7 separate regions of the Mus musculus genome follow, and all the other regions are linked to region 4. Evidence: chromatin contacts called from public Hi-C and promoter capture Hi-C data. All regions are on one chromosome and are shown on one strand. The core of a region is the stretch at or near the end of the contact, and the rest is flanking DNA. Distances in the headings are between cores, read along the strand shown. Region 1 has its middle 90 kb from the start of Gm32237. Region 2 has its middle 140 kb from the start of Gm32237. Region 3 overlaps Gm32237 (a long non-coding RNA gene). Region 4 holds the start of Nbea (neurobeachin). Region 5 has its middle 110 kb from the start of Gm32237. Region 6 has its middle 33 kb from the start of Gm32237. Region 7 has its middle 55 kb from the start of Gm32237.

Evidence for each region. Promoter capture Hi-C pulls out the DNA fragments that hold promoters and counts their contacts. Hi-C and Micro-C count contacts between places; a contact is called where the count stands out from the background.
Region 1: a promoter capture Hi-C map of hippocampal neurons shows a contact between it and region 4, with 8 times the contacts expected there. The contact joins the enhancer-like site here to the promoter of Nbea in region 4. A contact is called at or near these places in 7 of 39 promoter capture datasets (the 3T3-L1 cell line, cranial neural crest, embryonic stem cells and 3 more) and 6 of 115 datasets of contacts at active chromatin or transcription factors (SST interneurons, embryonic forebrain, embryonic hindbrain and 3 more).
Region 2: a contact with region 4 is called in a Hi-C map of cortical neurons, with 4 times the contacts expected there. The contact joins the enhancer-like site here to the promoter of Nbea in region 4. A contact is called at or near these places in 2 of 39 promoter capture datasets (maxillary cranial neural crest and second pharyngeal arch cranial neural crest), 2 of 484 Hi-C or Micro-C datasets (both in cortical neurons) and 5 of 115 datasets of contacts at active chromatin or transcription factors (VIP interneurons, astrocytes, embryonic forebrain and 2 more).
Region 3: a contact with region 4 is called in a promoter capture Hi-C map of the SN4741 cell line, with 3 times the contacts expected there. The contact joins the enhancer-like site here to the promoter of Nbea in region 4. A contact is called at or near these places in 5 of 39 promoter capture datasets (the 3T3-L1 cell line, the SN4741 cell line, liver and 1 more), 1 of 484 Hi-C or Micro-C datasets (cortical neurons) and 8 of 115 datasets of contacts at active chromatin or transcription factors (astrocytes, embryonic forebrain, embryonic hindbrain and 5 more).
Region 5: a promoter capture Hi-C map of hippocampal neurons shows a contact between it and region 4, with 6 times the contacts expected there. The contact joins the enhancer-like site here to the promoter of Nbea in region 4. A contact is called at or near these places in 5 of 39 promoter capture datasets (the 3T3-L1 cell line, embryonic stem cells, hippocampal neurons and 2 more), 2 of 484 Hi-C or Micro-C datasets (both in cortical neurons) and 6 of 115 datasets of contacts at active chromatin or transcription factors (VIP interneurons, embryonic forebrain, embryonic hindbrain and 3 more).
Region 6: a promoter capture Hi-C map of hippocampal neurons shows a contact between it and region 4, with 6 times the contacts expected there. The contact joins the enhancer-like site here to the promoter of Nbea in region 4. A contact is called at or near these places in 4 of 39 promoter capture datasets (hippocampal neurons, liver and maxillary cranial neural crest), 1 of 484 Hi-C or Micro-C datasets (cerebellar granule neurons) and 8 of 115 datasets of contacts at active chromatin or transcription factors (the NIH/3T3 cell line, VIP interneurons, embryonic forebrain and 5 more).
Region 7: a Hi-C map of the N1E-115 cell line shows a contact between it and region 4, with 9 times the contacts expected there. The contact joins the enhancer-like site here to the promoter of Nbea in region 4. A contact is called at or near these places in 5 of 39 promoter capture datasets (the 3T3-L1 cell line, embryonic stem cells, hippocampal neurons and 1 more), 8 of 484 Hi-C or Micro-C datasets (the N1E-115 cell line, adipose-derived mesenchymal stem cells, cardiomyocytes and 4 more) and 8 of 115 datasets of contacts at active chromatin or transcription factors (VIP interneurons, astrocytes, cardiomyocytes and 5 more).

What each region holds. Positions count from the first base shown.
Region 1 is chr3:56,786,824-56,790,775 of GRCm38.p6, forward strand. No RefSeq gene overlaps it. Among named protein-coding and RNA genes, the nearest start is that of Gm32237, 90 kb to the left of the region's middle. Within about 2 kb of position 2,613, at least 15 of the 459 cell types and tissues checked have an H3K27ac peak or open chromatin away from gene starts, as enhancers often do. A contact at or near this core is called in forebrain, hippocampal neurons and second pharyngeal arch cranial neural crest, where this site is marked.
Region 2 is chr3:56,835,839-56,840,243 of GRCm38.p6, forward strand. No RefSeq gene overlaps it. Among named protein-coding and RNA genes, the nearest start is that of Gm32237, 140 kb to the left of the region's middle. Within about 2 kb of position 1,468, at least 3 of the 459 cell types and tissues checked have an H3K27ac peak or open chromatin away from gene starts, as enhancers often do. A contact at or near this core is called in cortical neurons, where this site is marked.
Region 3 is chr3:56,704,815-56,708,918 of GRCm38.p6, forward strand. It overlaps Gm32237 (a long non-coding RNA gene), which reads left to right. Exons shown (of 2, transcript XR_375685.2): 2 at 136-251. Among named protein-coding and RNA genes, the nearest start is that of Gm32237, 8.4 kb to the left of the region's middle. Within about 2 kb of position 1,462, at least 8 of the 459 cell types and tissues checked have an H3K27ac peak or open chromatin away from gene starts, as enhancers often do. A contact at or near this core is called in the SN4741 cell line, where this site is marked.
Region 4 is chr3:56,182,014-56,185,966 of GRCm38.p6, forward strand. It overlaps Nbea (neurobeachin), which reads right to left and starts at 1,688. Exons shown (of 58, transcript NM_030595.1): 1 at 959-1,688. The coding sequence starts at 1,222.
Region 5 is chr3:56,808,675-56,812,518 of GRCm38.p6, forward strand. No RefSeq gene overlaps it. Among named protein-coding and RNA genes, the nearest start is that of Gm32237, 110 kb to the left of the region's middle. Within about 2 kb of position 2,012, at least 2 of the 459 cell types and tissues checked have an H3K27ac peak or open chromatin away from gene starts, as enhancers often do. A contact at or near this core is called in hippocampal neurons, where this site is marked.
Region 6 is chr3:56,729,087-56,733,135 of GRCm38.p6, forward strand. No RefSeq gene overlaps it. Among named protein-coding and RNA genes, the nearest start is that of Gm32237, 33 kb to the left of the region's middle. Within about 2 kb of position 1,970, at least 14 of the 459 cell types and tissues checked have an H3K27ac peak or open chromatin away from gene starts, as enhancers often do. A contact at or near this core is called in hippocampal neurons, where this site is marked.
Region 7 is chr3:56,751,536-56,755,420 of GRCm38.p6, forward strand. No RefSeq gene overlaps it. Among named protein-coding and RNA genes, the nearest start is that of Gm32237, 55 kb to the left of the region's middle. Within about 2 kb of position 2,271, at least 12 of the 459 cell types and tissues checked have an H3K27ac peak or open chromatin away from gene starts, as enhancers often do. A contact at or near this core is called in the N1E-115 cell line, VIP interneurons and cerebellum, where this site is marked.

The DNA.
Region 1 (3,952 bases), core at 1,363-3,862, 610 kb after region 4:
GAAAACAAACCTGGATATATGCAATATATGTTGGTAACCAGTGAGCCATCTCTCCAGTCCCTGTTATCTGTCTTCTAACCTTGTTTTTATGACTATACCCTGATATATGTCTTTTAACCTTTTTTTATATACATATCTTCTGAAAATCTGTATTTTAACTTTGCTCTTATGAATGGCAGATTCTTAAGCTGTTAGTGAATAAGGTTGAGGAAAGCTGAATGGGTAATAGGACTTTTGCAGAACTTTATAAGACTTAGGAATAGCAAGGTTTAAGTGTTTGAGAGTAAAGCAATTCTGGGTACAGCAAAGGGATAGGGAAGGTGTAAAGGAAGGAAAGGGTTGTGAGCTGTTGTAGGAGTGCCCATGTGTTGTTAGAGTCCATTTCCTGTTGAGGTATGCATTGTTGCTCTTAATCTCTTTGCTCTAATCTTGTACATAGAGTGCTTAGGGTGTGAGTAGAATATGATTATTATATCATAGATGTATAAGGGAGAAAGCAAAGACAGAAAATAACAAAGGATCAGACACAAGACCCATGAATGAAGCTCTGAAACTGTATTCTGTCTCTATATCTTTTCTCATCTTTGCTGTTATAATGGCAAGATATGGGAGAAAAACCCTGTTACATGCATTGAAGTGATTGACAGAATGAATTCAGTCATTTTTGTCTTCAGTTCTTGCTTGTAGATTTAAACATATCAATGAAGGCATATGAATTTCAAAGTCTTTTTTTTTTTTTTTTTTAGGAATCTTCTGTCTTCTTCCTACCCTTTAGCCATTCATCCCCCTTCCCTCTTTGTATACTACTTTCCCACCTCCCGTTTTTTTTTCTCTATTCTTCATATGATAACATTCCCCACAGATTTTCATATTAAACTGTAATGATCATTCCTTGTCTGATATAAGCATGCTCTGTTAGTAAGACTAGAACCAGGAACCATTAAACAGATATATTCAGTTTTTTAAAACAACTTATAGGAGGAACAACAGTATGAACTAACCATTAACTCCGAGCTGTGTCTCTAGTTGCATATGTAGCAGAGGATGGCCTAGTCGGCCATCAATGGGAGAAGAGGCCTTTGGACCTGTGAAGGTTATGTGCTCAAATAGATGGAAATGCCAGGGCCAGGAAGCAGGAGTGGGTGAGTTGGGGATCAGGGAGGAGGGAGAGTATAGGGGACTTCAGGGACAGCATTTGAAATGTAAATGAAGAAAATACCTAAGAAAAAAAGAAAAAAACTTAAAATTTTTATTTGTATTTGTTTACTTGTTAGTCTGACTATCTATCTATCTATCTATCTATCTATCTATCTATCTATCATCTATCATCTATTTTCATGTGTATTCTTTTGTACACATGCCTTGGCACACAGGTAGAGGTCAAAAGATAACATGTGAGAGTTGGTTCTTTCCTTTCTCCCATGTGAGTATCCCACAAAAAGCTATACCCACTGAGTAATTTCTCAGAACCAGTGAAGGCCTTGTTTTAAAATACTTTATTCCCCTTCATCCACAGGAATTCTGGTTTCCTTGGATGAGAGTTTATAAAGTATTTAGCCTTTGCCTTTCTGAGGTCTTCTTTAGACAGCTCTTTCTCTTCAGATAATAAAGGAATCTTGTTTTTTATTTACCAATGTCATCCTTAATTAAAAAAATCATTACCTTTCAGATATAAATAAATTAAAATTACCATGAACAATGACAATTGAAAGAAATGAATAAGAGGTGGCTACCACTTTCATCCTGGAGATGCAGAACAAGCAAAGACAGCAAAAGTCAAAGGGCCAAGTAGACTCCTGTGCTTGGTTCTTCAGCATCTGTCTGCCTGAAGTCACATTTCCAGCAACTCCCTGGTCTCCACGCATATTCAGTCTGAGTGAAAAATGTCACATGTGTTAAAGAGACAGGGAACTATGTTCAGATGCTATTTTTATGGTATATATGACATATTTCTCAGTAGGTCATATCCACTGGTATATATATTCATACTGATTTCTGCCCTATCTCCTGATTCTGACATTAAAATACATTTTCAAATCAGCTAGGTGGGAATGAATTTGTCAAGGAGATTTGAACTAAAACCCTTCTCTTGGGATAGCTAAACAAAAATAAGGTATAATGAGGCTTAATTATGTTTTGTTGGTAATGATGGTAACGCCTTTCATCATTGTCAAAATAGCTCTGTTATTGGAGGGAATGTGTGACTTCCCCATGTTTGCTTGCTTCAGTTGTCCCTTTCTCTAAATAGATTTTACATTCTGTAAAGAACAATGATTATGGTTCTTATTATATTTTTATACTGTTTTCTTCCATCTGCTGTTCTCTCCAGCAAGCATAATTACCTGGCTCAGTTCTGTAACTCACACCTTTTATCCTTCTCCTTACATCTCAGAGCAGATAGAGCTCATCAAGATCTGACAAGGAATTATTCCCGGAGTGTTGCTATAAACAGTCAGCCAGACTGTTCCTCTTCATATTTTGGCGAGTTACTGCCATATTTTAACTGGAGAAATTCAATAAAAATGCAGTTTTCTGACTAAAGCTTAACACAGAGAAGAGCTGCAAAAATCCTGAAATAATTCAATCTGTGCTGGAATTTTGTTAAGCCATTCATGGGTGGTTGGTGCTGTCCAAGGTGCTGGTGAGACTGCAGAATGTCTAGTGCCAGTCTACTCGAGGAGTAAAGAGATTGAGACAATCTGTAAGAAATGTAACCTTGGAAGAACAAAGAAATTAATATAAAGTGCCACCTATGTGCAAAGTCTCTGAAGTGTTTTCACCAACCCTTTATATTTCAACCAGCTTCAACACACATAAGTGTCAATGTCAGCTTGTATACTGGTTCATTTTTGTTCTCTTTGTAAACTAGCTTTTAAAGCAGACTTTAAAAGTCTGTTATCTTCCCTGTGACATTAAGTTTCCACTAAGAAGGTTGTTTTTCCCTGTTACTACTTATTTGTGTTCCGTCATTCACAATTTTATGGCCTTTATCCACCTACGTGAACTTCTCTCCATTCAGCTGCTCTCCACCCTTATCCATGGTGTCTTGTATCTGTGTATCACTCAAATGGAAATGTGTCTTTCTTCTGAAGAGAAAATCTTTTCAGGAGAATGAACACATGACCCCCAAACCCTTTCCATTTGGGTAGTAGTGGACCTTAGACACAGGAATGAGCATGGTTTCCTCTACTGAATCTGACAGCAGCTGGGAGCAGACACAAATACTAACAAGCTTTGACCAATCCCATATAAGCAGATCCCACTAATTGGTATATGAATACTTTCTGGAATCTACTGGTTCAGATTATAGTTTCTTGTAATTACTTAAATCATATTCAATACAACATTGCATTAAAATCTAGACACAAGACTGTGAAATACTCTAATCTTTAAATATGCACTTTCTACAAAGAATAAGTCCAAAGCCCAGTGATAATCAATGCTAAGAGGGGCTTCCCTGAGCATCTTACATAGGAGCCTTTGTCTCTGAACTCTGAACCAACCACGCTTCAGTTCAAATCTAACATTTACTCCTCTTTTCTTCCTCTTCTCCCCCTTCTCCTCCCTCTTTCATGCAGCGTTTTACAATGTAGCCCAGGTTTGTCTCCAACTAATGATCCTCTTGCCTCAGCATTCTAAGTGGTGGACCCACAGACATGTGCCTTCTTGAAAAATCTAGTCTCTAAACACAAGTTTCTCCCATCTAGACCTTGGGGTCTTGTGATAATTATTTTGACTCATTTGATTGAATTTTTCTTTCATACATTAAAATGATAACAAATTAAAGGAATCACTAAACATTCAACCCTAACCCTCTTCTCTATTTCTTCTATCATAATATGGTTTGCTTTCTGTGAGAAGGTTGTAATTGGGGTTTAGCTTGTAGACTTAATGCTTTACCAACTAAGCATAAAGTGGAAGTGCAAGCAACATTGATGGAGGAAAAGGAGCC
Region 2 (4,405 bases), core at 218-2,717, 650 kb after region 4:
TAATGTATGTAAGGGATTTATTATATGTGAGATGTTATTTCAAGTGCTTTGCATAAATTGACTCTAGTTTTCAGAAGAAACCCATGAGGTTTATGCCCACTTCATATGTGAGAAAAACAGAGGAAAATTTACCCAATTACAAAGCTCCAAAGCTAGTTTCTAAACTCAGTAGTCTAGCTCCAAAGTCTTAACGTTCAGATAGGTGTTTCTAAATTTGTCCCAAACACACAGCCTAACCCTAACCCATTCTGGCATAGGTCACTTTCTGTTGCTAAAGCATAGTGAAAAACAAGTGACTTTTCACCACCTGGATGCCAGAAGCTTCCAAATTCAACATTCTTACCTATAAAAGAAGTCTACAGTGTTAAGTGTGGTTAACAAATGTCACTTCTCTAATAAAGTAAAATATTACAGGAAGGAAGAAAGCAAGAAATAACTGCATTTCAAATCATTCATCAACATTCCAATGTTTAAAATCTCTCATGTATATAAATAACATGTATTATATATCATATATATCAACTGGATTTTATAGATGTGGTGAATATAAGAGTGATACCAGTAAATGGGAATGGTAGGGGAGCAAAGATAAAAAGGCAGAGGTTTGTGATACAAAATTAAAATTAGAAGGATAAGATATAGTATTCTACAGTATAGCAGAGTGCCTGTATTTAACAACCTGTGGTCTATTCCAAAATAGCTAAGGTTGATTATTATCAACATATATAATCATAATTAACATTTGGCCAAAGATCATCCTTATTTGATCATGTTGTATGCTAGCAAAAACTCACACTGTACTCCATAAATATAAATGAGTATTCTGCAATAAAAAAAAATCTATATGCACAAAAAAAGACTGTGTAGTTTATGAAGAAAGGAGGTTTATTTTGGATCCCGATTCTGGAGGATGGGAAGCCAGAGATCATGTAGTCTCTGTGCTACAGTTCACAGCAGAAAACAGAAGGACAACAGAAGGGCAACGGGTGTGTGCAAAGGAGACAAAACACAACACAGGAAGCAAACAAGATCAGTAGCTCTCCCAGTGCACTGAGAACGGCATTACTTAAAAGCTCCACCTCCCATCACCACAAGGGTGGCAAATGAATTTCAATAAGATTTCCAGAGAGGAGAAATCACCAACCACTCCCCACTACACACACACACACACACACACACACACACACACACACACACACACACACACACGAAAAGGGAAAAGCCATTTTGAAGCCTGAAATACATGATATCTGGAAGGCTTATAAAATTCCAAGAATCATCATATGTTGCTGGAGACTGAATAAACCAAGATATGTATATCCCCCATATAATTAAAGAGTTTCAAGTTAAGATAGCAAAACTTCATTTCTCTTCTTATTTTGGTCGCAGAACATAAGGACTGGGGGGAAGATTTTGTCATATCTTGAGGATACAAATATTGTAATGATGGATGGGGCTATGAATAGGAAGGAGCTTCAAAAGCATTTCACCAAGCTGCAGACACAGTCCCAATTTTATCGTCTCACAAGGTCGGGGTGGGGGATGGGAGGTAGTCTTAGAAACTACAGTGTACTTGAGGCTACATAAAAATCCAATGGTTTGGGATGGAATATATAAATTCTGGGTATGACATGGAGGAGCCATGTGTAGTGTAATTGTGAACTCTGTGCCAAGGAAGTGTGAGCCACATGAGGAGACAGAGAGAGGGAGAGAGAGAGGGAGAGAGAGAGGGAGAGAGGGGGAGAGAGAGAGAGAGAGAGAGAGAGAGGGAGGGCAGGGACAGGGAGGATGAAAAGTAAGTGTGATGTGAGTTCCTTTGTGGTTGTTGTTGAGACAGGGTCTTACTACGTAACCTTGGCTGGCCTGGAACTCACTATATAGACCAGACTGGCTTTAAACTCACAGAGCTCTTCCAAGTTCTGCCAAGTTTTTGGCTCTGGTCTCTCACATAAACAATAAAATTACTGTGAGACTATGTATATGTCAAAATACATGTGGGTCTGGAAAAATGGCTCAGTAGTTAAGAGCAATGCCAGCTCTTCAGAAGGACCAGGGTTTTATTCACAGCACCCACATGTATGCTTACAACTGTCTCTAACGTCATTTCCTAGGGATGTGACACCATCTCCTGGGATCCCCATGTCATGCATGTATTGGTGCATATGCACCTGAGGGTTGGTCAATTGAAGTTAACAGCAGACCAAATAAAATGTAGTAAGTAATAACTCAGGGTTATTTATAGAATAGTAGGTTCTAATAGCATAGAGGGTAGATATCTATCTGCCCAGCTCTTGTGCTGTTTAAGGCTGATTGTAAATAATAAAAGTTGTGAGTCTGTTATCTGGGAATTAAATGATTAGGGTAAAAAAAACTCTGGATTGTGATTTAAAAATTCTACAACACTGCTGTCCATACCCAGATTTTTCAAAGATCCAGGTCCATCTAATAACTGTCAAGGTTTCACACTGCTGTTGTGTCATTTTAACTGTCAGTGCTTCCTGATAATTAGAGGGACTTCCTGGGACATTAGCCAGTGACATGGGTTATTATTCTTACTTTTCTGGAAGTGACCACATAGGATGGGGTTTTAAATCACTTTCAGAAATACAACACAAATCTATTTCAGAACCTTGGGACTGATTCTTTCTGTATGCAGCCTACATCTAAATCAAACAAATCTTGAGAAATATCACTCAACTTTTTATTCTCTTCCAGAATTTCTTGTGCATAACTTTACCTGCACTGCCAGAGCATAACCATCTGGAGACCAAGAACCATAGCTCATGAATATCTGAATGACCTATGTCAACCATAATGGCATTTCATGGAGAAAAGGCATTTACCAAGATTTCTTTTTGGTCCCCTCATGCTTTCATTTGAACTTTTCCTTTTCTCCAGCTTTAGCCTTGGGAGCTTTAGCTATACAGAAATTAGCTTTTCAACCATAAAACTTCAGGCTCAGGTGCAAGGTTAAAATGTTATTATTGTGTGCTTTTGTTTTCAATATCATATGTTATATCTCTTCCATAAATCCCCAGAGCCCAGATATGTCTTTCTGTCCCCAATCTTTGTCTTATTCTACACCATGTCTCCAACTTGTAAAGAGAAAATGTAAGGGCTTTTCATTATACACCTTGTAAAAGCTCACAATGGTACTTCAGGGATCTATCTGTCAGGTTCTGCTTAGTCATGTATTAATTTACCCACCTGTGCCATAACACTATAAAGGCTTATCATCTGTCACTACTTCTTAAGTCATGTTTCTTGGATTTGTTTTCACGTTAGATAAGCTGTCAGCTCACTTACTAGTCTATGTCCCACGCACGCCTCTGGAACATTTCCGGTGACAGTATGTGTGCTCTGCATCCCTCCCCACGGCATACAATGGGGAGGTTTTCTATTGGTTCATCATTCCTGACTTTGTTGTACAGCATCTTGTTTCTTGGGAGGCATTCATGTGGTCCTTGTAATCCATATCTAGTTTTTTAATCAGGTTTACAGTTTTCATCTTATTATATTTTTATTTAATTACTTCTAACTTCTATACATTAGAAGACAGTCTTTATAACAAAAATATATGACAAATTATCTTCAGCGGAGAAAAAAATAATCCATTAACCTCTATACATTGCTTTCTTTCCCTGGATCCCTAACATTTGTACATCAACAAATGACCTTGATTCTTTGGCCAAAATGCTTTCTTTTCTTTTCTTTTCTTTTCTTTTCTTTTCTTTTCTTTTCTTTTCTTTTCTTTTCTTTTCTTTTCTCTTCTCTTCTCTTCTCTTCTCTTCTCTTCTCTTCTCTTCTCTTCTCTTCTCTTCTCTTCTCTTCTCTTCTCTTCTTCTCTTCTCTTCCTCTCCTCTCCTCTCCTCTCCTCTCCTCTCCTCTCCTCTCCTCTCCTCTCCTCTCCTCTCCTCTCCTCTCCTCTCCTCTCCTCTCCTCTCTCTCCTCTCCTCTCCTCTTCTCTCTTCTCTCTCCTCTCCTCTCCTCTCCTCTCCTCTCCTCTCCTCTTCTTTTCTTTTCTTTTCTTTTCTTTTCTTTTCTTTTCTTTTCTTTTCTTTTCTTTTCTTTTCTCTGCTTTAGCATCTTTGTTTCACAATTTATAAATTGTTAAGGTGTCCTTTTAAATTTATTTCCCCCTAATACATTGTTTGCCTTTAGACACAGATTGTCTCAACACTTCTCCCTCTTTTTACTTAGGCCACTTTTCCATCACTCCAGTGATGCTTTGCTTTATAGCATCCTAGGAATTCATGTTATGCTCAAAGATGTTGGGAAGCATTTGCATAACTGTACTGCTGATAGATGTCTTAATCTGTCCCCTCTCACTGTAGCAGAATGCCTGATATTGTTTCTTTGGCTAACACATTTGGAGGTTTAAAGTCTCAGTCAAATTGAATCAGGT
Region 3 (4,104 bases), core at 212-2,711, 520 kb after region 4:
TAATTCAGAAAGCAAAAAGGAAATAAGAAAAATGTAAAAGAAAAGTTTCCATTCAGAATTGTCTAAATTAGACCACATCATGTCATGCCTGGTTCTGCTACTTTTATTGCTGAGTTCTTTTTTTTTTTTTTCCAGACATAGATTTTCATCTGGAAAATGGAGATGGTTGTACATTGGGACCCAGGACTGAGGGCTCATCTGGAAAACTCATGGAGTAGCTGTTATTAAAGAAGAGCAAAGTGATTAATGTTCCTTTTTTTTCAAGTAGTCTTTAATACAGTTAGCCTTCATGCAAGGCAAGAGAAAAAAAATCTACTTACACGTGGAAAGCATAAGCAAGTCACGCTTAAAGCCAAGGACCTCAGCAGAGCTATGTTAGAGGAAGGGGTAAGCAGGTAACCGTGACATTCCTTGGCCCTCGGGGCACCAAGTAGCTTTACAGTGACAGGGGAGAAGTCATTGGGAGACACCACAATGTCTCTGAAATGTACCCTTCCTGGTTTAAACTGTCCCACCTGATTCCTCAAGAGGAGCTGGAAGGAAAAGCAGAGATAGAGATATAGAGATGCTGATGTGGACCTCATAGTCTTATTGGTACCCTTGAGAGGATGCCTAATGACACTTCTAAGACTTCTAAGACAGCACTTTTAGGACAATCCATGCTTTATGTAGCTTCCAACTATTCAGGAGGGCATGCCAGCTACAAGGGAGAGAACATATTACATGGTCACTTACCAGCTCCATTGAAAGTTACATATTGAAACCTTGACACCCACAGAAATGAAGCCCCCAGGTTGGGAGGGAGCAAACAAACCAACCCAACAAAGCTGAATGTAGTGGCACATGTTTATAATACTACCATTGGAGAAGCAGACATAGGCTGACCCCTGGTGCTTGCTAATCATACAGTGTATCTCACTCAGAGGTCCCTAGGTTGCACTGAGAAACCTGTCTCAAAAATTCAAGGTGGGTAGTTTCTGTGGTAAAAACAGACACCTGAGGTGGACTTCTGACTTCAGCACATGTGCAGACATATGTGCATGTGCACCCATAAACATGCATCTGTACATACACACCTACAAGAACATGTGTATACGTAGCACACAGTAGAAAACATGTTTCTAGAGATCTCTAGATGAGTACATTTTAGATTTCCCTGAATTGGTGACTACCCACAAACGTGACACTGTCATCTACAACTCATTCTGCTTTGGGTGACACTGCCACCTCTTCCATTTTGGAAAGCCATACCCCGTTGCCAAAATCCCATGGAACCTTCTTATTGGAAGAAATAGTTGTCGAACACTTTTTCCAGGTCAGGGATTTATCTTTCTGAGACTAATACCCATTGCAAATCATCTTTCTGGGAGCAATTTCTCATAGCAGCCATGACACAATAACACAGGAATGATTGCATGTGACAGTCCTCAAGGATAGCCGTGGCTAATCTTGTGTGAGTTAGACAAGAGGCCTGAATGAGTCATGGTAAAGTCCTCTGTTAAGAGTAGGTGAAAAATGCTGCACTCTGGATGAACGTCTTTTTTCTTTCTTTTCTTTTCTTTTCTTTTCTTTTCTTTTCTTTTCTTTTCTTTTCTTTTCTTTTCTTTTCTTTTCCTCTCCCCTCCTCCCCTCCCCTCCCCTCCTCTCTCTCTCCTTCCTTCCTTCCTTCCTTCCTTCCTTCCTTCCTTCCTTCCTTCCTTCCTTCTTTCCTTCTTTCCTTCTTTCTTTTTATGTGTATACAGAATCCAGAGACTTCAAACATAGGGCTGGGACAGATAATTCAAGGTGCTGGTGGTAGCTGTGCCCCCTGAGTGAGGCAGATGTAATGCTCATGTTGGTGGAATATTAAAGGTGATGCAGAAGAGAGACTTGTCACACATTCTGGGGTCAGTAGCTCAAATTATGGGTTCAGGAATCAAGACAGAGTGTGTTTAAGAGTTCCTGGGACTTGATCAAGAACAGCTGTTGGCATCTTAATTATGTCAGGGAGTGGGAGACCCTAACCTGGTTAAATCTTAGTTCAGTTGTTGCTAGTTGATTTTGGAAGCAAAGCTGAGAGATTTGGGGCTATGAAGTTACAGCTATAGCAAGGAGTCCTTGATACCCAATGGCTTGATCTCCCACTGTGCTCCTTTCTGCTCTGCTCTGATTTTCTGAATCCGAGATTCCTTGTCTTCTTTCACCTTCAAGATTGAGAGCTGATTCAGGAATGGAAAGGGTTTTCCATTTCTCTTTTCAAGGTTGCTTAAAACTCTATTCTTCCACGTGGAAACTTTCCATCCTCCAATATGCCCACAAAATTCACCAGCTACATCATTATTATTGCTGTTTTTATTAGTGTTGTTGCTGCTGTTATAATTATTGTTATTAACCAGTATTGCACTGTTCTTGTTTTTAATCCCTGACATGTAAACACATGGTGGAAAGATCAAAGGTGTGACTCTCCTTTACTCCAAAATTTATAATGCTTTCAATTTAAATATCAGTGTGCAGCTGGGAAGAGACTGCCCTAAACTTTCTTGATTTTTATAGGAGAGAAAGTGAAGTTCTGGGTTCTATGTTATCTGGAAATACCTATTTGGTTTTCAGGAGGCCTTTTATCTTTGCTTGGCTTTATGTCACAGAAGCACCTTCCTCCTCCACAGTCCTGGGTCCTATGAAATATGGATGCTGCATTAAAAGCAGGAGGTACAATGTAATCATTCCATCCTACGCACATAAAGATGACGCTCAAGTGTTCACGGGAAATAAAACACCAATTCCAGGTAACAGCTTTACAACTGTCATCCAAGGTGACAGCTCCTCTGGAGCAGTGCCTTAAAATAGAAGTTGGTGACATCTGTTTATTAAATTTGGTCTACATGTATTCTAGGCAAATTGGATTGGGGAGGGCTTTAAATCACAGGGGTAACGACAGGCATTTCCCACTTACCTTAATTATAGAATTTTTACTATGGAAATGGCTTATCAGCAACTGCAGTTTGTTTATCTATTTTTCCCTTCTTGAAAATTAGATCACATAAACCATAAAGGTCTCAGATTGATTTTGCAGACATTTGGATTATTTTAAACAAAAAAGGCAACAGCCTCGGAATAATTGACTCAGTCTTGTTATATAGACACAGCTCCAGGCCAGAGCACTCGATGCTTTTGCATTCAATATGCTTGCTTGAGAAAATGCTCTGCAGCTTTTCTAGGCATTATTTTAAATTTATTTTTGCCTGTTCCAAATTCATTGCATAGTCAAGATCACCTTCTTTATCATTACATTTTACATTCTAAGAATTCATGTTTAAGCATCAGACTGCCTTTAAAAACATTCAAAATGCATGCAGCTTTGCTATTTTCCTGCACAAAGGCTCCTCTAAGCCTGGAGATTATTACTGGGTGAAGTCGAGTGGTAAATCTATCCTCATCTGAGGTGTGTTCAGTCTACTGACTGGAATGCTTTGGTGGACATGATTAAAAAAAAGCTCCAACTCTGATCTATTTAGCTTTCCTTTGTCTTCAGTGATGTATGAAATCTCTTTTAGGATATTATACATTTTCTTCAAAATTTATCTCCTCTTGTCAACCAAAGGACACTCCTTTCCATTATACTTTTTATGAGAGCCAAAACATGACATGCAGCTTCAATTAACAAATGCCAAAAAACATGTGTCGGACATCTGTCTCTGTAAACCATGGTAGCTGGTTCTGAAACATCCCTGGGAATTGCTGCAGAGAAATAGGGCACATTTTCTGACATTTGGCCTAAATAATGTGGCTTTGTTAGCAAGAAAAGAAAAATTCTACTCAAGACCTTGGCTTGAATTTGGGTCATAACTATTAAGTTAGGTGTAACTGTCTGATTACATTTTGAAAAACAGCTCCATCAAAATACATTTTAGAAGGCTGATTCTCTTCTTTTGGCTTCATTGTGGGATTTTGGGCTCATTTTCCAGATATGAAGAACACACTTACACACTTTTTTTTTAACCTTCAGACTTTTAAAGGAAATATTCACTAATGAAGAGAAATTTGTGAAATTTGAAGAATATTAGATTATATTCAGCAGTAATAAAAACTGGTCTTCTATTTCTTGCTAGGTTTTCTATTTTATTT
Region 4 (3,953 bases), core at 438-2,937:
CCTTCCCAAACCCAGCCTTACTGAATGTCAAAGGCTAGACAATGCAGAGGAAGCCGGGTTTTTAAGAAGCTTTGCTGAAGAAAGGCAAAACCAAAAACAAAAGAAATGCATTTGCAAAGCGCAAAAGCCATGACCTAGCCTCAATTATGCTCTATTTTGGCTCTTCCTCTCCTTCTGCTGGACCAAGTCATCTTCAACATTGTTTAGGTTCTCTGTAGCTAGCGCAGAACATTAAGTCATACACACTTCTGCAGTAACTCTCTTACCATGAAAGGAGCCAAAACCTAGGCTGCCTTTCAAATCTTTCTTCTGGTCTTTATCCTCAAGCCACCGCAACCATAGAAACCAACCTGTAAGATCCGGTGCCCCCCTTACATTTTAACACCTTCTGCGCCCCACACCCGTAAAGGTAAGAGATCAGCATATCTGGAGAGATACTACAAAGAGGTGAAGATTGCCTAGAGATGGAGGTAGGGGTGAGTACAGGCACAACACGCTCCATCACTGCCACGGAATGTATTTAAAGACAGATGCAAAATCTGCATCATTCGTCGTCCTCCCTGGAAAACCCAGCACCCCAGCTGCTCAAGTTGGAACCAGTGCGCTTCTCCCATTTCAGGAGCACGGGAGGGGGTGGGGGCTGGGGCGCTTGGGGGGACTCGGGCTCTAGGGGCCGGGCTGTCACCCTCTCAGAGCCACAACACGGACAATTAAGAGATGGGGAGAAGAAACTCCCAAAGGACCTGAGGGCCGCTTCACACCTCCACTCACGGCCCAGGCCCTAAGGACCGACCACTCGTCGGAAGTGCCGGGTTGAGTTGGGCACCGCGCGGGTGACAGGAGGGAGGTGGCGCGGCCGTGGCTGCGCGCGGGCGGGCGGGCGGGCGGACGGACAGGAGGCTGAGGGACGCGGGGAGGCAGGGCGCGGACGCCCGGGGTTGGGAGGGGGGGCGCTTACCAGGTTGAGCACGGTCTCCACGATGTCCCTGTTGCTGACCTCGCCGACCTGTATGAGTCCGATCAGAACGGCGAATTTCATACGGATGTTGCGGATCGGCACCGAAGGGTTGATCATGCCCGCCGGCAGCACCACCGGGCCGGAGCCGGCCGCCCCCCGAGGCTCCCCCATGGCGCCTCCGCCGCCTGCACCGCCGCCGGCCCCGACGGCCAGGAGCGCGACGGGCTGCGGCTCGAGCCCCGGGCCCGGCTTGTCGCTCGCCATCCGCCCCGCTGCTGAGGAGCTGTGCAGCGCCGCCGCGCCGCCTCCGCCGGTTCCGTTATCCCCGCCGCGGCCCCCGCCCCCCGGCCGGCGCCTCGCAGCCCCAGCATCCACCAGCGCCGCGGCGCCGGGCCCGCTCCCGTCCGCGCCTCAGCCGGGCCCGGCAGCCGTGCGCGGCGCCTCGCCGACCGCCTCCGGGGACAGCCTCAAGGGTCGCTTCCGAGGTCTCCTCCCGGGCTTGCCGCAGCTGTCTCCCCAGCGAGCTCACGGTCCGCCTCAGCGCTCGCCTCACGGAGCTCCTCGCAGATCGCCTCGGCGCTCTCTGCACCGATCTCCCCGGCTCGCTACCGCCGGCCCGGCCCCCCGCGAGGATGCCGCCTCGTCTCGCACGGCCCTCCGCCCTCCGCCGGGGGCCAAAGCTCGGGCCGCTGCCACCGGCGCCGCTGTTGTTGTGAAGCCCCGACGCCGCCGCTCACTCCGCCATGTTGCCGCCCCCTGCCTGCGGTAGCGGCCACTGCGCCTGCGCGCAGCTTGGGGGGGGCGGAGTCCTCGCTGCACCCCCTCTTTCTCCCGGCGCTCCTCCTCCGCATCCCTCACCCCTCGTCCCTCCCCCACGCGCTGGGACCGGGCCGACAGGTGAGCAGGTGCGCGGGGAGGAGTCGCGAGGGGAAGGACAGGGCTCGCCCGTCCGCTCTCCTTCCCCCTCGGCCTCGCCGTGCGGGCCACGTGCGGTGAGTGGAGGGCCACCTGCTCCCGGCCGCCTTTGCCTCCTCCTGGTCCACCTTGGGTCCGCGGCCCCACCTCGCTGCGGGGGTCTGGAGACAGGCCCAATGTCGCCGGGCTCTTGCCACAGCCCGTGGAGAGGCTGACACCTGCTCACACGGGCGCGGCTTAAAATAGATGCTGTCAAACCGGGAGCCTCTCTGCCAAGCTAGTTCTTGAACTCGCCTCCCTGACTACCCTCATGAGGTGGTTGGGTAGGTGCAGCAAATCCCCTGCTAGAAATCCCCAAAGATCCTCAGGTATGATGCCAGTGGGTGGGTGATCTCCCTTTTCCATAGGCGTATGAGGTTCACAAGAATTGTATGAATTATCAAAATACATTGGAGGTCCTCACGACCAGCCTTAGTCCGTGAGAAAATTTCAATTGAAAACATTATAACACGCACATGGCAATATCTCTGATGGCACTGAGTTAAAACCACGTAAGTATGACTGGTGGTTTCTTCCTTGACATCAAGGATATAGTTTCTTTAATATTTCAAGTGGTCAGCCCTTTTCGATAAAGACATATTGCCAGTCACCAGAAACATTAGAAATCCTAAGGTGTATTCAAATCATTTAAATTGTCATCCCAAACAAAGAAATGGTCAGTATACAAATGAATCATAATGCATAATTTATTACTATTCATCTTCTTTGACTGGTAACTCCCATGATACAGGATCTTATAAACATTTCAAAAGTACCATAGGGCAAACTTTCTTAATACCTGTATTTTCAATTAGTTCTTGGTTATATGTTTATTAGTGGTACAAACTCCCACTGAATTGATTAATTTTTTAAAGTAGTTGCACAAAAGTACCTGAAAAAAGTGGTAAATTGGTATGTCTATTTAAACAAAATAGTAATGGAATTATAACATGCTTACATCATTAAAACTGCTTGAGGAATTTGCAGAGCCTTAAGACTTCAGAGTTTGGCAATTAAGAATTCCAGTGATACTAGATGGTTGTGGAGCAAGCCTTTAACCCCAGCACTAGGGAGGTAGAGGCAAGCAGATCTTTAAATTCCAGGACAGCCCTGTCTACAGATTTTAGTTCCAGGACAACCAGGGCTACACAGAGAAACCCTGTATTAGAAAACAAAAACAATAAAAAGAACTGTGACTTTTAGAACTACCAACAATTTCTGTGCCTGGCTCAGGCAAGCATCATCTAGTTCTATAAGAACTACTTCAGTTGCAAATTTAAAATGCCATATCTCTCTTAAGTTATAAAATCCAAGCTGAAAGGTTATCTTAATCTATATATACACACACACATACATATCTGATGTGTACATATATGAAGTACATATAAATAGATATACAGTAAGTTGTACTTCTTGCTTTATTCTAGACATCTTGAATGAGAGCTTTGAGAGAGACTGACAACCTGATCTTCCCTTTTCCTTTTTTAGTGCATAGCTTGACACCCCTTTGACTGCTCTTAATTTTCTGTTATGTGTCTCAGGCAATAGGTGTGTTCATTTCAGTTTTGTTTTCCTTGTTCGTTTTCAGTTACTGGAGATGAAGAACAGGTAAAGAAAATAATCCCTGCTCAAAGTAGAAAAAGCACACTTTATTAAATTTCAGAAATATTTTTAAGCTTGCTAGTAATGTATTCTGTAGATTATCAGCTCCTTGCCCTCTTTAAAAAAAAAAAATTGGGCATGGTTCTGAATCATCCTTTAACTATCTGTGCAATCTACTCAGGCTATGTGAACTTCAGTATCCTCATTCCTTTAACAGACATGATTAGACCTATCCTACCAATGAAATGATGTCAGTTCAGCAGCAACTAGTATATAGTAAAATACATCTTTGTATCCCTCATACAGGAACTATGTGTGTAGAGTGGCCTATAGACACACACATGAAAGACCAATTACAACCTGTTTACAATGCATTCATCCAATTTAAACTTTAGTTTTCTTCAACATTTGGACCCTTACACCCCATTTTTTAACCACT
Region 5 (3,844 bases), core at 762-3,261, 630 kb after region 4:
CAGCACCCTAGGAGGAACAACAATATGAACAAACCAGTACCTTCAGAGCTCCCTGGGACTAAACCACCAACCAAAGAAAACACATGGAGATATATGGCTCCAGTTGCATATGTAGCAGAGGATGGCCTAGTCGGTCATCAATGGGAGAAGAGGCCCTTGGTCTTATGAAGGTTATATGCCCCAGTGTAGGGGAATGCCAGGGCCAGGAAGAGGGAGTAGGCGTGTTGGTGAACAGGGGAAAGGGAGAAGGGATAGGGACTTTTCGGAGGGGAAACTAGGAAAGGGGATAACATTTGGAATGTAAATAAAGAAAATATCTAAAAATAAAAAATAGTGACTTATAGACAATAAAAGAATTTAGAGAAAAGTAGGTTTTACATACTCTCTGAAACTGGAGTTTTAAACATGTTAAGTGGGTGGGTAGGGGAGTGGGGGTGGGTGGCTATGGGGGACTTTTGGTATAGCATTGGAAATGTAAATGAGCTAAATACCTAATAAAAAATGGAAAAAAAAGACTATGTATAGACTATGGAGACTTTTGAAGTTGGGCTGAGTGCTTTTTACATTATGATACAGCCATAAACCTATAGGGCTAGGCAATAGTATGTGATAGTGAATGAAAATGATCCCATAGGCTCATAGGGACTGGCACATTTAGCAGGTTTGTTCTTGTTGGAGGAGGTGTGGTTTTGTGGGAGGACAAGTGTCACTTGGAGTGGGCTTTGAGGTTTTAGATGCTAAAGCCAGGCCCACTGTGTCATTGTCTCTTCTGCTGCCTGTGAATCCAAATGTAGGACTCTCCAGCCCCATGTCTATCTGCATGCCATCATGTTTCTCACCATGATGATAATGGACTAATCCTCTGAACTGTAAGACAGTCTCAAATGTTTTCCTTTATAAGACTTGTGGTCATGGTGTCTCTTCAGAGCAATAAAACCTTAACTAAGACAAATACATAGTGAAACTCTGGCTTGAAGGAAGGGAAGAGAAGATTTAAAAAATGAGGGGAGGAAAAAGGAATAACAGAAAGTAAAGAAGAGAAGGGAATTTGTCAAAGTCACAGAACCTTGACTTTCTTTAATTGCTATGTTCAGTTGACTTCATGTATAGGTATGAATCAGGAGGTGATGTGGGAGATCTCTATTCTCATGTGTCTCCTGCTCATTAATCACCTGTGTTGTTTCTTCCATTGCTTCCTACCAGCTCACTATGTATAACTTCTTCCTAGTCTAAGTTTCCAGATCTTTAATATCATCTTGTGGAAATGTTATTTAATTCGTCACTTTCTCTTTTATGTTGCCTGTTTGATATAGTGGCATACAACTTGGTTCTTAAACGACTAGGCACAGGCTGTTAAAATGGAGTTCTAGTAAAATCAAGCTAGAGATCAAAGCTGTAAATCATTTACATTTATCTGGATTCTGTCAGGGAATGTTTGCTCTTTTTGACATTTGAGAGATGATGCTTTAATGGTCTTTTTAATAATAGGCTTACCAAAGTTCTCTGTCTTGTTTAAATTACAGTGATTCTAAACTAAATAAATAGATAGATAGATAGATAGATAGATAGATAGATAGATAGATAGATAGATAGACAAATAAATAAATAATAAATAAGCAGCAACAGTAAGTATGTTTAGTTGAAGTATGTGAATTACTTTCAACTTAAAAGAAAAATTCAAGACAAATGAATGACAGTTTATCTAGATTCTATACCAAAAAAAATCTTGATGTTTGTTCCAAAGATCTATTTGAAAAATGACACAGAGTAAATGGCTAGACACTTCCCATCTGCAAATACAGCTTTCTGTACCACAGTGGGAACAATTTGATTATTCTCATTTACAACCTAAATGTTGTTTTCACAACTGATAACAGCCAGCCCAAAATAAGCACTTTACTACTTTGAAGTTTTTCCATTGTTTGAAATATTTTATTGCTATTAACATGAGAACAGAAAATGCATCTTGTCTCATCAAACATTTCAACTGCACATGTTTGCTCCACGCAGCACAGAATTGGAATGAACTGACAGAAGGCAGAGAGTCTGGAAGCCTCCACCAGGAGTGGGGTAGGTGTCCTAAGAGAATACTAAGTTCTCAATATTTAATTAAGGCTTACTATATTTAGATGCAATTAAGCAGCATTTGCATTGTCACTAATGATCTAGTCTTAATTCAAATATTCACAGAGGTATAGCCCACATACAGACCATGAAAGCTTTGACTAGAACAGAGCAGATGCCAGTTGGGAGTGGTGTTTCAGTACATAAAGGTGATGGATGGAAATCTGTGTCAATGCTCAGGTTTTTTGAGAAAAATGTCCAAATCTCCAAGCCTGTGTAATAATGCAGAGAAATGTGGAGTGATTACCTATGGGCTCCCCAGCACTCAGGAAGTAGAGGCAGGCTGATTTATGACTTGGAAACTAGCCTAGTCTACAGTGCGAGTTCTAGGACAGCCACGTAACCAATGAAATCCTGTCTCAAAAAATAAAGTAAAATAATATATAAAATATAATAATAAAGGGAATATTTGTTGCCCCCTATAGGCTGAAATGGTGATAGGAGACTGAGGAAGAGCTGTCTTCTGACTTATTCCTTATAAGACAAGTATGCCTCACTTGTTGAGTCATTCCTTTAATGACTTTGCTTTAAGAAAGAATTCTCATACAGACTTTTGGGATAGCATTGGAAATGTAATTGAGGAAAATATATAATAAAAATATTAAAAATTAAAAAAAAGAATTCTCTAACTAAAATACATAATGATAGTATGTCTGGCTTATATTTTTCTTTTGATCCTTCAAGTCCTCATTCCTTACTTCAGTAGCATCTCTTCAGACAGTATGTTTTCTTACAATCTATCTACTACTCAAGATGGTCCACATCTTATAACTCCCTTTCTCACACTCTACAGGAAGCTTAACTATGTCTTCTGCTTGTACAAGTCAAGTAGATATGTGGAGCTTTATCTTCCTTGGTCTTGGCCATGTCCCCATACTTCCCACTGTACACAACACAATAGACTCGTCCACTAAATGTGTCAACAACCTAGATGAATGGATAAAGGTGATTACAGATCTGTTCAGCTTTGGACTCTGGCATGCCTGATCACATCTAAAGGACCAAAAAGGAAGATTTTTTTCACTTTTCAATCACCTATTTGCCCACAGGAAACATTTGGGAAGGGACTAGTCATTGTAAAGAGAATACTAAAGTCTAAGTGTTGTGGTTTGGTTTAAGGTTCTATCCATCTAAACACCACTTTTGAGCTTCTAGGTCTACTTTTGTTAGATGTATGGATCTGTGGTCACATATTTGTCATATGAAACTCAGAAAGTTAAGAGTTGTTAAAATGTTAGAACACAAGTTGTTGAGAGATACCAGTTTATAGACACTGGGATACAATTATTCCAAAACCTGATGGAATATGGGTGGTAAATGCTAGATCCTGAAGAAGAAGATTTCATAGGAACCAATGAGTTTAGCTCTTACAGAAGGAGTAAAAAATGAAGTTTTTATGTCCATCAAATGTAAAGGTATGGGGAAAAGGAAGAGCCTGCCTCATGGAACTCTATGGGTCCTTTCTGTCACAGGGACCCTCATCCTGAAAACAAGACTCTCCCAGGTCTCTAGAAGCCTGTGATTCTGTATAGACATTGATAGCCTTATCTTAGAGGCATTCAATAGGGATTTGAAAGCCCAGAACAGGGCGATAAACACATTGTAATTCCTAAAGTCATCAGTGTGTGTACTTGAGAACTAACCTGCCGAATCATATTTGGCGAAAACTTCAAGCATTTTCTTTAATTTAAAAAGGGATGTTTTGATTATTAAAAATATA
Region 6 (4,049 bases), core at 720-3,219, 550 kb after region 4:
CCTCTGTTGCTCATAGTTCAAGTGTGCATCCCTTTTAGCCATGACTTATATAAGTCAAGTCTTCCAATTCTACCCACAGGCCAGCTTCCACAGCTGGAGAGTTCCAAGTCCAATCTGGGGTCTTAATCTAGACTTAAACTAGGTTTCTAGTTTCCCAGGATACAGCATTAGATCTCAGATAGACAGTGTGCCTTGTAAATGTTCTTAGGAGGCCTGTTTTGACCAGGTACTGGAATTCATAGAGGAAAAACTATAATTGGTATATATATCATTTGAAATTGAAATCTTTTAAGTTTTTTGTAAGGACTATTTTCTTCTCATAGGCATTTTACACATTTGCCCTGAAATACTGTTCAATTAAGAAAGGTTTTATAGGCAATCTGAGAAAAGGTTTCACTGTGGCTCCTGAGTTAAATGTTTGCAAGTTGATGTTCAGGTTATTTGAAGCTTTTTGGGCAATCTTAAGTTTTTCCTGCCATAAATGGCTGTTTTAGTGCCTCATTTTGCTTTCACTAAACCATCTTAAAAATTTATCCTCATCCCATGTTAGATACATGGGCTTGACCATGGCAATTAAAGGCCTCTTGGTAGTTGCTGGATTAGTATTGACTCTCTATCATGAAGTTCCCTCTTCTAATCATGAGGTCCTGCAGAGTGGTAGGAGATTGAAGTCTTGAGATGCCCCTGGGCTCATGATCCATGACAATGTTCACTAAATGAATAGATCTTCAACTGGCTAATCTATTAATTGCTGCTATTTAATGATCAATTCAGATCACTGAGTAGATGATCTATCATGGTGATCAATAGTCATCATGAAGAAAGCTGAAATGGAGACCACCACAAATCAATAGAGAACAGGACACTAAAACCACGGCTAAATCCCAGTACTGTACACCACTGGAGATTCTGTTTCTGCTTCCAAACTTGGGAATTTCTCCTATGCAAGCTGAACTTGTTCTTTGAAATTCTAGGTCTTTCAGCAAAATGTTCTTGTCTAAGCATTTTTTTGGCTAAAGGTTACCTAACAAGGTAATTTTTCTATTGGTGCATTTTGAGACTCTATATCTATTCTTTCAGCAGTTTTAAACTCTTTCTAGATTGGTTTCACAAGAGACTGATACATACAGAGCTACATTTCATTGAGAAGCTAATAATGTCTCTAAGCCATGGCATGTAAGTTTATAGTGTCTCAGGGGGTAAAAGAAACACAATCTCTGAATGATCCTTATTGCTTGCCACCAAATCACCAAAGTCTAGACTCCATATCTTTGTGGAATTAGGCAGAGTGCTAGCTCTGGACAGAGTTTAATACTTCTCCTGGTCCCCGAGAAAAGGATAAGATAGGTCTTAGACCAACAGCAAGTTTTATAGAGAATCCAGGGTCTTTTTAACAGAAGGTTAAAAATTTAGGATTTCCAGGATTGCTAGAGTATGTGTCAATCCTAGGCCTCATGGCAATTTAAAATTTCTGAGTAGGTGTGAAGTCCCAGACACCCAGGTTTGATCCTTATCCTTGCTTTTGTTTTTCCATTAAGCAAGCATAGTTTTGCACCTATAAGCTTATGAAATAATCACAGTCAGATGGGCCTTAGCATTTAGGGCTGGGAAAAGGAGAGCATAGGTGGGCTTTCATCACCAGAGCTGGTGTTGGAAAACCTCAGGAAGGAGGCAGAGTGCATTTGCCCTGTACTGTGAGATGTTGACCTTAGCAAAGATAATACACTGACTTTCCTCAATAACCCAGAAGCTGGGCATGGTCCAGGAGACTTGCTGCTGGATTTCAATGTATGTTAAGAGATTTTCCTACATGCCCTCAGTTGCTTTCCTCATAGCAAAAACTTTGAAAAGAAAAGGCCACATATGTACAAGATGGTTTTCACCCAACAGTCTTCCTGGCTCTCCTAACACGAGGGACTCTCTAGTGAAATATGTTTCTAAGCTGGTTGCCATGGAAATATGTTTTAAAGATAGCCCATCCCAGGGAACACTAAGAGTCACTGATGGCAAATCAGGCTTTGATTTACCCATTCAATACAGCTTGTGGAACCACTGAGAGCAAGTGCCTGGTAACTGAGGTTTTAGAGGCTGCCTGGTTTGCTCCGGAGTGTGGTGTTTTGTGTGAGGGCTGCCTGTTAATTGCTGAGTATCCACGTGAGGCTGAGAGGTTAGAGAGCCTTGGAGGCTCTGTGCTTCGCTTCCTCCTGGGCACTATGCTTTTGGTGTTTCATTTCTATCTTCCACCAAAGGATGCAGAGGACAGGAAATTCCAATCAGTGTTCCCATCTCTCATCGGAGCTGTGTCTAGGAGCAACTAAAGCCAGTCGCTGAAATGATGTGTTTGTTTATGATGACCCGTGGTTTTGGTTGTTGTTATTCTTGTATGAGTAAGTTGACTGTTTGCCAGTGGCTACATATGAGTTAGTTAGAAAATGGCAGATTAGCTGGGCGAAAATCATCTTAGTACATATGTACATAGGTTGTACATTCTAATAGTGCAAGCATGTCTAGAGACACTTGATCTGCTGATTTTCTATTTTTCTACCTGTCTGTCCATCAATGTCTGTTTGTCTGTCTGTCTTATCCCCTGCCACCCTCCCCCCAGGATTTCATTACATAGCATTGACTAGCCTGAAACTTGCTATGTAGGTCATGCTGGCCTGGGATTCATAGAAATACACCTTCCTCTGTCTCCAGGATGCCGAGACTGAGGCACCACTCTACCCTGATGGTTTGTTTATTATTTTTTTTTAATATGGGGAGAAACTTGGATCATTCAAAACTTAGAGTGGAATGTTTTTCATGATACAAATCATTTGTTGGACCATACTTATTCTTTAAAATTGCATAACAATTGCCAAATTTAAGGAAGTTGTTAATCGATTTAATAAATGAAAAGCATCTAAGCTTCCACTGAGCTAAGAATGTGTATATATACTTATGTATACACACATGCATGCATGTATATAGCCATAGATGTATATGTATATGTGTATGTGTATGTGTATGTGTATGTGTATGTGTATGTGTATGTGTATGTGTATGTGTATATGTATATACTGTATACATCTATATGTAAATATATGACTATGTACTATATATACATATATACCGGATTTTTATCTTTATATAGGCTTATGCATGCATTTTATCACCTGTCAATCATTCTACATTAACATATATATGTGATGGCAGCTTGTCGGTTGCACTGGTGAGTACTTCCTATGAGCAAAATATGAGCTGTCTTTCTATATAGCAAAGGAAGCACTGCAAAATGAATTACCATCTGCAGAGAGAGAACTTTGAAAATGAGTTCCCACCTTTCTGTGTCATTCTTACCACACATCACCCTTCTGTTGAAGGTGACAACTGCTCCTGATGTGGACACCTGTCCTTTCTTTGCTTATGGAACCAGAGCGGTACAACCTTGCTTTTCCAGAAAACTGGTTTTGCCCTTTCTTTTCCTGAGCAGAAGGCAAATTAGTGACTTGTGGAGACAGCCCCTGCCTGTGTCAAGATGAATCACTGGATGAGGACTAATTAGTGGCTCTGGGCATTCTTTAGTGTTGCCTTGTAGAGTATCTTATAGTTGGTCCTTGTCTGCTGTGTGGTTGCTGATGGACAGCATCAACCCACGCAACTGAAGTTCATCATTTTGATACCTGGTACAGCACACAATGGCAAAGTCTTTACAACAGTGCTTGCTCTGGGCTATGAATCCTCTCACACATGCACACACATTAACACACACAAGCACATACAGGTACACACACAGACACACAAACACTGACACATTCACACACATAGAAAGAAACACACACACAGATATACACTCATGCTTGACATTTGTCTGAATCATAAAGCACCAGCAGGGTGTGGAGGATTGGGCTATGCACAGACAGGCTGGTCTCCAGTCGAGCTGAGGTCTGAACCCCGATGGTCATAATGCACCTACATGACATGGTAGGCATTCCCTCGTGCTCCTGGAACTCTGGCTCCTGCCTAAGTTACCGCCCCCCCCATAGCCCCCACAAGAGAAGGATGGCTAG
Region 7 (3,885 bases), core at 1,021-3,520, 570 kb after region 4:
CTTACTTCTCTTGTAGTAGACATGGGTTCAGTCCCCATCACCCACATAGAAGCACACAACAACCTTTAACTCCAGTTCCAGGGGATCAGTGTCCTTTTCTAGCCTCCACAGGCACTGCGTACCAGAGGTGCACTTACATGCATGCAGGCAAAACACCCATTCATCCATACAAATTAAACCAATACATTCTTTGCCAGAACCTCTTAGATACATAGAACGCTATAGCTGTGAACTCCAAAAGCAAGTCCTTTGGTCTCTGTGTGTGTGATTTTCCTCCTCCAATCCTCCTTGATCCAGAAGAAGGGAAGAATGAAGATAAGATGTAAAAGATGATTTGGGAGAGTTAAGACAAAAGTATTTCAAAAGTTATATGTTAACATAACTCATGAAACATGTTTTGTGCTTTTCAGCCACAGTAATAGCAAAGACAAATTGCTTAGTCACCAGCCATCCTGGGAAGATGTGTGTTGCACCCTTGATCTATTTTCCATTAAGCAACATCTTGACTTTCTGTCAATAATGTAGCTTCCATGAAACATTTTTGTACAAATTTCAGACTTCCTGAGAACATACCCACACTTGGCTATGTGCCCTGGACTTTTGCATGCAGATGTCCAATGGTTAAGACAAATGAATGGCATGACAAATCTGGGTGCTGTAAAACACACTTGGATTCAAAAATGCAATTTACTTGGAGTCCATCATTTCTGTGACACTCATAGATATGCTGCTGGAAACCTTCTTTGGTTTTCTCAGTCTGTTCCCCAGACTTTCCCGAGGTGGTTCCAGAGTGTCTGGAATCATCTGTTTATTTTGAGTGAACAAACTTGAACGTATAATTTAAATCGTTGTACCCTAGTTTCTCATTTCCATATCTTTCAGTTTCTTTGTAGCTTATTATCTACCCCAAGATCTGGACCATATCTGGACCAGACCCCAAGATATACCCCATCTGATTTGAATTGTTCTTTTTACTTCATAAGATGAATATTCTATCTCCAAGGCAGCAGCATTGAAAGGAGTGGGTAGTCATGAGAACTCTGAATAATTAGTTTGTTATGAGGCAAATGTGATTCCTTCTTACTCCCTCTCCCCACTCCATGCCTCTCCCCCTTTTCTTTCTGTCTCACTGTTTCTCTCCGTCTCCCTCTGTATCATGTCTGTCTATCATCTATCTCCCTTCTATCTTTGAACATGAACAATATATTCAAAAGTCCTCACTAGATGCATCCCCTTCATCTTGAACATCACATATTGCAGAAACATGAGCTAAGTAGATATATTTTCCCTATAAGTTACCCAGTCTCTGGAATACCTGTCATAGAAACATAAAGTAAACTAAATAAAATACTTGACTGACTACAGGCACTTACAAGTGTGACAAAAGCAAGAAAGAAGTGTGGAAGGCCAAGCAAGTAGATGTTCTTACATCATGGAATATTGCATTGCTCTGAAAAAAAGAAGGGCAATCTGAAGTCTGGAATTAGGGGTAAAAAGGAGACAAAGGATATCAAAACTCCTGGACATTTTCTATAGAGTCATAAAAATAGAAAAAGAGAAATTTGAGAGATATAGACTCTGGCATATTTTGCAAAACATGTATAGGAGCATTGCACATGCTTGGTGCTGTAACAAAATGCATGACAAATTATTTGCTAGAAGAACAGTTTGTTTGGGTTCATAGCTTTCAAGATATAGACCATAAAGGTGGGAAAGACCTGTGGCAAGCGTGTAAGGTCCTGGCAGTTCCATCCACAGTCAAGAGACAGAAAGTAGACAGGGAATAGGGCCAGGCTGGAAAGTCTGAAATCCTATCTCTCATAATTCCCTCCTTCCACCTCCTAAGTTCACACAGTCTTTCAAAATATCACCACTGGCTGGAGAGCAAACGTTCAAACACATGAGCCTATCAAGGGGCACTCATTTAAATTGCCACGCCCCCTTTACAGAGAGTTTTCTGTGCTGAGGCAGAATGATACATAAATAAATGTTTCCAGGACATGGTCCCCTTTGGCTAGACATGGACAGCCGATGGCTTCAGTCACATGCTGTAGGAAGCCTGACCACACTACTCCAGACATCTTTTTTTATGGAAAAGCTCTTTTACATCCCTTGGTTTTTACTCAGAACAAATGCTCTGTTTTATTGGTTCCCTCGGGTTTCTAGGAATCTACATGGTTTCCTGGTAGCATTCAGGCTCACCCTGGTGACCTGGTCTAGAGGAAATGAAGTACGGTGGCTTCCTGCTGAAGTGGTATGACGACATGCTGATAAATGGCAGCTATTTCTGTCTGGGCTGTCTGCCTCCTGTCACTGGTCCACATGGCAAGCAGTCTGACATCTCTGACTTGGCAGCTGGCTTCCATCTGCCCCCTGCTGGTCTGCAACTGTGACCCTGGTTCAACCCTATCTTCTAAAAACTCTGGTACATGACCACAAAGCCACACAAATCCTAACATACACTTTTGAAAGTTACACCTGAGCTCAGTCATTTAAATTCAGAACCTCTAAGATTGGTTCCGTTTAGACTCCCAAATCTCAAGAAAGAGAAGACATGCTGCATCAGGTGATTGATCATAGGCAATTTCTACTATTTAACCGAGGAAGTTGAGTGGGTAAAAGCTGCCCTATTCACTCCCTCCCTTCAGCTTCTCTGACAACACCTAAAACAAACACGGTAGATCTGATACAGGATATGCATCCTGCCTTGGTTCATTCACGGTCTTAATGATTTATTTCAAACCTTAACAAGAGGCTTCGCAGACAGATGGCTTACCCTCATAGTCAGAGGACAGGCCTTCATGAACTATGAAAGTCTTATCACAGAAAACAGTGAGTGCCCATCCCAGAACTGGGTTTTCTTTTTCTTTTTCTCCCAAAGAAAGCACAGGTAATGCCCACATACTCCTTGCTTGGGGTAAATGGGTGTACTGGGGGAATTTAGAGTCCATCTGTATCCAGAACTGAGTGTAACAGACCTAATGTACTAATCTTTTTTCTATTGAGTGCATCTAACAGGATTCTTGCTGTTAGCAAAGAGGACAGAGTAATCATGCAGCAATGACACATGTGGCTTGGGTTATCAATGAGAAGAGCCTCTACCCACCCCGTGCCCTGAAGCCTTGCAGGTTTACAGGAGAAAGAATCAGGTTCTCGCTCCACAATTCTCTCTGTGATTCTTTCTGGGACATAACTCATGATGTGAGGAGCCCAGGAAGACCTGATACTCCTGCTTTCAAGTGCATATTCTTTGCCTCTGTCTGTCCCTGGGGGCTGGCCTGTGGACCAGAGCTATTTTAAAAATCGATAAAAATGTTAGAATTGTGTGGCTTCCTCCCATACATCCAAGTTCTAAATTGAAATGAAAGCTGAGCAAAGATTGTCTGCTGTAGGGGACCTAGCTATTTTTTAACTCTCTTTTGTTAGGGGACCAGCATCTTCTGCTTTCCTAGAACCCATTCTGCTACAGAAGTTCCTGGAATAGTTTTAACATTAAAAGCAGCCTTGTCTTCACAGAAATTTGGGAGATGATCCCCAAAAGAGGTTGGAGGCAAGAGTCCATCTGATCTTTCCCTGAAAGTCGTAATCTGAGCCTGGAACTATTTATAGGCTTAAATAAGCACTCCGTGCTGAACATCAAAACATATAGGGCACACACTCCTTAGCAAAGCACAAGAAGCCACTCGGGAGGAGTTGTTCCATACTGATACGGTTAAAATAAGGAAGAATGTGTGATTAGCTCTCTCTGAAGAGGCTTAGTTCAGATTAATACTGTAACATGGTTACGTTTTTTTCTCTCATTGAATAAAGATAAGATGGGGTTAAGAAGATTAACCATTAAGAGTACATACTGTTTTTGGAAAGGACCAGAATTTGGTTCTAGCA